Linked DNA regions of Hermetia illucens: region 1 is linked to region 2. The links are chromatin contacts, called in public Hi-C maps. All regions are on one chromosome and are shown on one strand. The core of a region is the stretch at or near the end of the contact, and the rest is flanking DNA. Distances in the headings are between cores, read along the strand shown.

What was found. A called contact is a pair of places that touch in the nucleus more often than the background predicts.
Region 1: a Hi-C map of an unstated tissue shows a contact between it and region 2, with 6 times the contacts expected there. The contact joins the promoter of LOC119661261 here to the promoter of LOC119652874 in region 2. A contact is called at or near these places in 2 of 2 Hi-C or Micro-C datasets (an unstated tissue and whole body).

Annotation. Positions count from the first base shown.
Region 1 is chr1:92,011,424-92,015,974 of iHerIll2.2.curated.20191125, forward strand. It overlaps LOC119661261 (polycomb group protein Psc-like), which reads left to right and starts at 2,298. Exons shown (of 5, transcript XM_038070514.1): 1 at 2,298-3,199.
Region 2 is chr1:91,823,252-91,827,897 of iHerIll2.2.curated.20191125, forward strand. LOC119652874 (protein suppressor 2 of zeste) reads right to left here and starts at 1,666. Exons shown (of 6, transcript XM_038057239.1): 1 at 897-1,666. It overlaps LOC119652882 (a long non-coding RNA gene), which reads left to right and starts at 2,061. Exons shown (of 3, transcript XR_005249611.1): 1 at 2,061-2,390; 2 at 2,457-2,540; 3 at 2,608-2,933.

The sequences.
Region 1 (4,551 bases), core at 1,048-3,547, 190 kb after region 2:
CGCGAATCTGCCCCCGATACATCCTAGGTTCTTAAGCCAGCACTATTCCAATGTTACCCTTAGAACTTCACCTTGCAATTACTGCAGATATTACCCTTGCAATTAGTGCAGTACTGTCCATCAGCTCCGTTAGTGTTTGGCGCTCTTCTATAATGTCGGAGCATTACCCTCCTCCTCCGACATGGCACTTCCTTGCATTTCCTTGTCCGACTTGAGCTCTAGAAAGCGTAGATCAAGGTCGTTCAGCTTATCCTCTTCTATAGGCAGCAGGTCCATTTCCCTGCTTGTCCTCCCCTTTCAGCCTCAAGGGCTTCCGCGGTACTTTCGGGTCCTGGGTAGGATTTTCACCCGATGTGTTCTCAGAAATATCCTTCCTTGGTGCACGTCCACAAATATGCTACCAGAACTTTGATTGACAAAGCAATTACGACGTTTCATTGCCTCCAGGGATTGGTCGTTTACCCTGATCGTTAGGACTTTGGCTTTGTCTTCCTCATTGCTTCTAACAACTCGCCCTAACCGCGTGTGGAGACCCATGTTTTGAGTGATGAGGAGGCGTAAAAGCTTCCCCATTTCAATCGTTGCGGCTTTGGGAAGGTAAACCGTCTCTATATGTGCCCCTGGCATATCACCTCCAACACATGTCGACAGCTCCGTTCTCTTCCATCCTGCCAGTTTGGAGGCTATAGTCCTAAGTCAGTCCGCCGTGACCTTCATCGCGCAGTCTATCAGTATAGAACCTGGTCGAAACCCCGTATTCCAATTCCGACACATTTTCATGACGATGAGGTCCTCAATTATTTCCTACTTCTCACGAGTGAGTATTTGCTTCGGAAATACTTTCGGCATTACGGCCAGTCGAATGCTCTTTACCGCGTTAGCATAGCTAACGACGGGTCTCCTGGCTCCTGCGTTCACCCTCACCGCCTCGAGATTTTCCCTCTCTTGGGCCCGAGCTTAGATCACTGCCTCCACGAACCTGTCGATATCAAAAACAACTCAGCTGTTTTGCGCGACATCGATTACTTTTGGGGCAAACGAGCCTTTCCACCGGGTGGATCCCTCTCGTGTTCTTTTCTAGTTAATGGTATTCTACTTAGGAGTTATTTAATTTGCAACCCTTAGCGAATCGTTGCGTTAAGCCCAAAGGCATTGGATAAACAAAGTGAATTCACTTCCTTAGCGGCCCCAACCGAATTCCTCCAATCGCCCTTGTTTGTACGTCGCAACGCTAAGTCTCATGTAAGCGGGAACTCGTTAATAAGCCAGACCGGCGTGAACCCGAGTTCACATAAGAAGGAAAGTGGACGAAATCGCATTGAAACGAGGAAATTTTAAGAAAAAATTCTCAGAAGCGCCCGAAAGCTCCCGGCCGCTGTGCATACATTGTCGCCTGCTGCCCAGGCAACCCAATTCGTTCGAGTGATTTCTCATCGAAGCTTTCATTTCCGAACTGTTGGAAACTTTCTTTTTGCTTTAGTTCACGCTTCTCCCCGCAACTCCTCCCGCGGCGATTCAAATGACATTTCTGGCCGTTTCTTGCACTCGCATATTTCGCGTCAGATTTGCATGCGGGGGAGAAATTGAGAAAGGCCACCCCGCGAGAAAAGCTTCCGCGCCACAGTGGAGTCGAATTCGTTGCGTGGAATTTGAGCTTTCGAACTTCGCCCTTCGTTTCGTTGGGGAGTGCGCGCTTATTTACTGCCCGTTTGGGTTTATTTGTTCTCGCGCGTTTCCTGAGGCTTTTCTGTTCTCCGTCACCGTCGCGGCGTATGTACTTGGCCGACCATTATATATGCATGACGAGTAAAAGGCACATACGCAAGTCTGCATGTTTCTTTGTGCCTTCGCTTTTATGTGCTCATTGGGCTCTTGTTTCGCCTTCCTTCCGCCCCGCTCTCGCTCCACTTTCCCCTGCCCGATCCCCCGCTCCAGAACCCACATTTGGTCTATTTATGGCAGTTAGGCAAGCGGCGAGTACATAAACGTCGTTTTTTTCGTTCGCCATCCGTCTTAGGTTGCTCGGTAAATAAAGGCGAAACGCAAACGACCGATGACGACGGCGTGCACGCTGTCAGCTGTTATGTATAGTGCCACCTATGTACTAATTCGAAGGACTATTTATCGCAGATTACCGTGTCGCCGTCTCGTGCGCGGCATTGGCCCGAGCAGGACGGGCAATTCGAAAGAAAACATTTGCCTTTGGATGGACTTGGCTGGGAATTACGGCGACTTTTATTTACCCGAGCGGCTGGTATTTGGTTCTTTGGGTTTCAGTAGAAAATTGACGTTGGCCGGGAGAGGATGTGAGTGCGTGCAGGTCTGTGCAGTTCATCTAAGCTTTGAGTTGTTATGTACTTGGTGAACAGTGGCAAGCTTGGCAGTGAGCTTTGTGTTGAGCGGTTTTCTGGCGATCAGCGGATTTCGGAAAAGTTGTATTCGCTCGCAACGGAAGGTGTTCGTGGCGTTCGTTACTCATTATATAAACCAATTAAAAGCGCATTAGCGAAGCTCAGGCGTCGTTATCGCTTCCAGGAGAGTGAAAGAGCGAACAATAGTGCTAGCCGTCCCGCTCTGGCTGATACCTGCGATCGGGTCGTTATATATCGATCTTGGCTTCGCTGTGCCTTCGCATTTGGCGGTTTTTTTTAAATTTCCTCAGTTTTCGGTACATACGCGCGCCGCGGGTAATCAGTTGTAAATAGGCCCCCTGCATATGTACATAGTGCGATAGGAGCAAGCGGCCGTCCCCGGACAGATCGCGTGGAAGCCGCTTTATTTACGAGATCAACGGACGCGGGTGCAGCTCGCAGTGAACTGTTTGATTTCACCCGTGGATTAGCAAAGTGGAAGTTGGTTGGTGAATTTATTTTTGGGTTCGGAGAATTTTTGGAATATTAGAAAGTGGCAGATGCTGCCGTAAGTGGAAAAGTGCAACGTTTGCTGCTAATCGGAGCGATCTTGAGTTTCCTGTGCGTTGGGGAAACGACTTACTGAACTATGAATTAGTGAGTTCGCCTGAAATTTTGTGGTTATTCAGTGCAAATTGGAGGGACTCCCCTGCATTCACCAGGATGTGCCCAATAATGGATAGTATTCCGAATTGTCCTTATCCCAACCACTGTGGATTAGGTTGTCGCTAGGATTTAATTCGGAGTACAAAAGCGGAACTTCCGCAGAAGGATTTACATTTCTATAGGTAAGGTCGTCTCTAATTTGATGAATTGTGCAATTTAACGATAAATCTTGAAACATTAGGAAATTGTCTTTAAGACAAAACATTGAAAATTCCCTTTCCGGGTATTTGCTTTCCTAGCTGTTCCGCGGTATGTACATTACCTACAAGAGCGTCAACGGGCATAGATGTTGCCAGCAGCAACGATAGACTGTTAGTCTCTTGTACACTATATACGTATGTATACGCTGCACGGGGTCTGTGGGTATGTATAGGGGTCACCATCCCCTTACATGTATTAAAATTTCCCCTAAGTTTATGATCTGATGGCAAAGATCATTTCCCGTAATTCTTGTTCTGAAACACAGGATTCATCGTCTATAGCTCTTTTGGGCATATATTTAGTTGTGGTGTTAGTTCATGTATACATAGCTTAGTTACAAACATGTGCATATGTTACGGTCATGTATAGGCTTTATATGCCTAGGTCCGCTTATGTTTATATAGACGGAATAAAATTTATACCCATAATACCTCATGGCTGATATTTTTTTCAGATTTTTATTTACCTAGATATGTACCGTTTACAGGTAGTCAAGGTGAAAATCCTAAAACGTGGCTCGCATTTTTGTTTTATTCAGAATTTTTTTCTTGAGCTCTAGCTTTCCAAGAAGAAGTAAACAATACAACGGACTGAATAGGGGTAAATTTTTAGGTCTCACTAATTAATTATATTTCTACAAAAATAGTATTAACATGTTCGCTAATCTGCGCAGTGTGAGCGCTACAAATATTGCATCGTAAAGTTAGGCAGATTTTCTAAGATTCAGAAAGGACATAAACGCAGATATCCCATTGAAGATAAATATTGAACCCAATGTTTGTGCCATTTCATTCTTAGAAAAATTAGTATAGATTGAATGTGTAAAATTGGCAAAAGTCACCCGCGATTGGTAGTTATAATTTTATCTGTTTCTTATTTTTCCTTTAGAGCAAGAGTGCGTAGTGATCAGAAAAGTTTTACTAAGGTATTATACTTATGCCGATTTTGCATTTTTGTTGAGCTTCTTTTATCTAATTGACCATGTCAAGTAGGTAGAACAACATACGAGGCACATTCAAAAAGTAAATGTAGGCAATTGGTGTAGATTCAACAAAAAAATACAAGATTACACATGTAGGTTATGTTTTGATGACTTTTCGAAGAAGTCTCCCGCCAGCTTCTTCACGCGTCATACGGATGATGGTGCGAATTTCTCATTTGGCCGAAGATTGGATCAACATTATTCGCAAGAGGTGATCCTGAGTAAAGAGTTTTCAACAAACTTCCCAAGATGGTGAAAACCCATCTCTTATGGCCATGAAAGTCCCAGTAT
Region 2 (4,646 bases), core at 416-2,915:
AAGCTACTCTACAACAATCACACTAACCAAAGCTAAATTCATCAACTCCCAGTCTTTCTTATTGTAATTAAATTATTACAGCTAATGAATACAATGCAAGCCCAACAATGTAAAAAATTAAAGTTTTATATTTCAGCCAGGCATTCTACTTACAATCGAGTTTAAATACAAATTAACCCAAACCTCCAATAAATTCAAATAACGCAAAAGTTGGTAGTTCTACATACAAAACTAATTCCAATCAAATCAGCACAAAATAATAAATCACAAAAAGCCATGTGAAAACTGAACAGAAAAAAAAAATAAAGCCCGAGCGTCACATGCATGCAAATGTGATGTCAATCGTGTGGCGTAGTGCGCGCGGCGCATCATAAACCGACCGGAAAATCTCGAAATCTATAATTCGCCTCTGTCGCAAAACTGGTATGTATTAGGCTGTGGCAACGACGAGGGCAACGTAGCGAAACGCACTAGCAGCCAGAAATTCCGCACTCTAACCTAATTGGATCGAGTGTAATGATGAAAGTGTGGCAAAACCTAGAATTGCAAGTCTCTCGAAAATTTTCAGACAAAAGCAACATTTGATACGTTTTAAATTTTCAGGAAAAATATTCGAAATACGGGCCGAAGTACCATTGAACCCTGTGCCTCGTAGCTAACGATGGGAGTAATAATTGAAAAAGGCGCGCAATGCCTCACACAATCAATCTAAAAGCTTTAAGTTTACCAGAGGGAGCATGGTCAGAGGGGACGACATCCAAACTTTGCTAACATCAAAAGTCAAAGCCATCTGAAGGCGCCCTCTCACCCCTTCGCCCCCCTGGCAGTGATTTTCAAGCAGAAGATAAACACCGAGCAGCATGCAACTGTTCTGTGAAAGAAACCCGGTTACTTACACATAATGGCTTGACTTTTAATCCAAATATCCAAACGGGACCGCAGTTCTTATAAAGAAGACTCCAGAATAAAGTTCAGTTCTTTTGAAACGTACTTTCACGAATACATCACAAACCACTCACACCAGCAAACGTACCCATCGGAAAAAATATCTGATTCCAAGCAATGCCCCGAACTACCCGCAGATACTGTCACGAATTGCACTCGGCTCGTTTTCGTGTATCTTTTCTAGTAGAAGGCGCGCATACCTTATTAGGCGTAGTTCCACGAACGACCACTAGAGTGCCTCGCGCTCGCAAACACTGCAACCGGCCACGACGAAATTGCGCAACATTCGCACGCACGCATACCAGTGCTCTCCTATCTACACTTGACGCCGACGGAATTCCAAAACATGTAGTCTTTCGAATGTATTTGTGGTCAGCTTACCTACACATTGCCATCCGCCGTACCACATATGAGAGGCGAGCAAGAAGAAGACACGAAAATTTTTCAAGTCGTAGCTCGTGAAATTTTCTTGTCGATTGGGTCAACGAAATTTACGATTTCATCGCAAGTGCACCAAGAAAACTCGAATTTTTATATGAAATCACGTCCACACTCACGAACTTATCGATTTTCCCGAGCACTGTTAAAATGTCGCCTCTTCTTATTAAAATCACTTAAATCTGACTTTGTATCTTATTCTCTGGGAACTGTTTCTTAAAAAACGGACCGGCGACACGCAGCCCGTCCGATCAACACGAACTCTATTCCTCGACTAACATGAAGTTGTGCAACTACATTTCCCTCAGTTTTATCGACCCCGCCTAAATAACCGCGCCTCCATGTCACGTACTCCGTGCTGATTGGCACACACCACGGTGACGTCACTCGAAGCCCGCCGAAGCCACACGAACGATGGACGACACTGTCCATTTTGTTTGTGTACCCCAACGGTAGTTGTTGTTGGACGGTGCGTTCGGTATTCGAGTGTTCGTTCGGCCGATTGGAGTGGGGCCGAGTTACCTCTCGTGCGCTATGCGCGGTAGAAAAAAAGAGAGCGTCGGTGGAATCAAGGCGCGATTTCTATACCAAACGACCCCAGCGCTCCCAGCGGGCATTGAAGTTCCGATAAGATTGTCTTTTGTTTCGTGTTTTGCGTTGGGTGTGAGAAGATCGAATTGGCAAGTTTCTGGTGTCTGAGTAAGAGGGATGGCAAACCAACCCTATTCCCGCGTTTAATAACGAGCTGTAACCCCATTCAAGGCAGATTGAAGGGCTTCGGCGAGCTACAACAACTTCCAACTTCAAACAACCTTCTTGAGACTAAATTGCGTCGCTACGTGTTCGGATTGTAGTCGGCGCTCTCCCTATTCGACATTTTTACGATTTGTTCCGTGATGCGGGGAATCTCAAAAGTTCAACGTGTTTGGCGACTTTAAGTGCGTCTCGCGCGTTTTCTTTTGGAGCGGCGCGTCTTTTTCGGCGGCTTGGCAACAACGCGTCAAGTGGTCGTAAAATTCACATTTCCCTCTTTGAATGATTCGATAGTAAAATTTTTTATTGTGTATTTTTAGACGATAATGCAGAAATTATTGGGGAGCCAGTCTGGCATTAAACGCATCGGTTAATCGAGGAAAGACGTTTCTTGGCTGCTTAAGGTTAGAATTTTGTATTTATCAAACAGGTTTACCACGAAGTTGTATCCAATAATGAAATTGTTAATAGCAGGTCCGGCTTACATGGCCATTACCCAAATACAGGATCACCGTAAATCTCCTATTGAACGCTAAAATGCTTCTGTTACATATGCCTAATTGAGCGGCTTAACCGTGGGAGTTAGCTACGGTTGATCCCTTAAATATAGCATTATATCTACCGCATTTAGTTTGGAAATAGCTTTCAAACAAATTATCACTAATCTTTTTAAAATTACAAATAGCAAGATACTGCAAATAAAGCTTTGAAGAACAACTGAAGTGAGCAACGTTTCACGCTTATAAACCCACATTGGGCGCATTACGCACAAAGTGAAGTAAGGTTGAATTATTATGAAAAACTCTTGAAGAAATAAAGAAATTAATACGAATAAAATGAAATTCATTCGATAGTTAGACGTAAACCCGTAAAGTGTATCTTTTAAAAACCTTTGGGCGTATCTGACTTATGGTGTCAATTTTGGAGCCACACGCTACAAAAAAAAACAAATGCTGCAGTGATCTGTCCTCACGCCAAAGCCCTTTGGCCTATCGAATACGGGTTGTGATTGGTTTCTGGAACGGGCGTACGTTCGTCGACAACGGTAAAGAAGGCCCCCAGAATATTCACTTTCGCAACTCGATCGAGAATTTTAACAATATAAGCTGGACACTCTGAGCCTAAGCAAAGTGAGATGGTGGAATTTTAGAGTACTCCTCTCTCTTTTGCCACACTTATGCTAATGTGCTTTTGTACTCTTGGAAGCAACGTGGTGGCAGACACGAATCCGTTGTCGGGTTGTTTATGACGGCTACTGCAATTATGATAGATTTCTTACTGCAAGATTCCAGTTATGGAAGATAAGGAGCATCGGAAATATATAGTGATATGCACTAACAGAGACTTCTGATATACTGGAGAAGGCTGCTTTCTCCGAGCAATTGATCTCAGTTCAGGAGAGGCCAAGGTAGGTTTTTTCAACATTCTATTCACATATTTGGAATGGATGGGGAAACATTTTCTTGGCGATGTCGGTGGAAGGTTTATGCATTTCTGGAGCTTTCACAGCATCGGTAGCACATTATTCGAGCACAGAGGCTGCTATAAGGTCAGTTGCGTAATGCGTCTGTAACATCACGTAGGATTAAAAAGCTGCCACCCCCTGAAATAGTTGCAATAATTCAGAAAAACATCAAGGAACACTTTGAAAGGTTCATCAGCAAACAGCAGATTGATCACATTAATATTTTACAAATCATTTTGGAATAGTGTGCGGAGCTAAGATCTTCGCTTCACCTAACCATCATTGATTTCGAGAAAGCTCTCGATACAGTAAACAGGGAATGTATTTGACATGCTCTTCACAGGCGGGGCATTGTGGAGAAACTTATAGCTATTATCAGAGCGACAGATGACGTTGAATATCATATTCTGCACCGACGTAAAATCTCGGAGGAATTTGAGGTCGAAAGCGTAGTCCGGCAGGGTTGCATCTTGCCACTGATATTATTTCTTGTTGTTATCGGTGACGTTTTTCATGCTACCTTGACGGTGAAGGTTCCAGTGGACTATGATATCTTTCTTCAAACACCTCGACTACGTGCGTGACATCTGTTTGCTCTCTTCCGAATCATAGAAGTTGGCCAAATGATGATGGATTTGGAATAGGGGCAAGTAGCGTTGGACCGAAGATAAATACCAACAAAACCAAAGGTGTAAGTTTGACGGGCTATTACACCCAAGGACCGAAAATATTAACTAATCTATCCAATCTAATATCTAAGAAGCGTGGTTTGTGACGATGGTAGCATCGAACTGGATGTTCCCCGACACACTAACAGCGTTGGATTCGCCTTCGCTGTCTTGTTTAAAATCCGGAAATGCAATTATTTTAACACCAAAGTCAAGGATGAAGTGCTCTAACACACTTCAAGGCCCTGATCCAAAGAACTTAGTCAGCGCATAGCTCTGCCACCTGTAGGCTATGAAATCGGAAGGTGGAAATGGCAGTGGATTGGTCAGATATTAGAGAGGGGCGATGATTGCATTGTTGGCTATGCCAGGCAGTA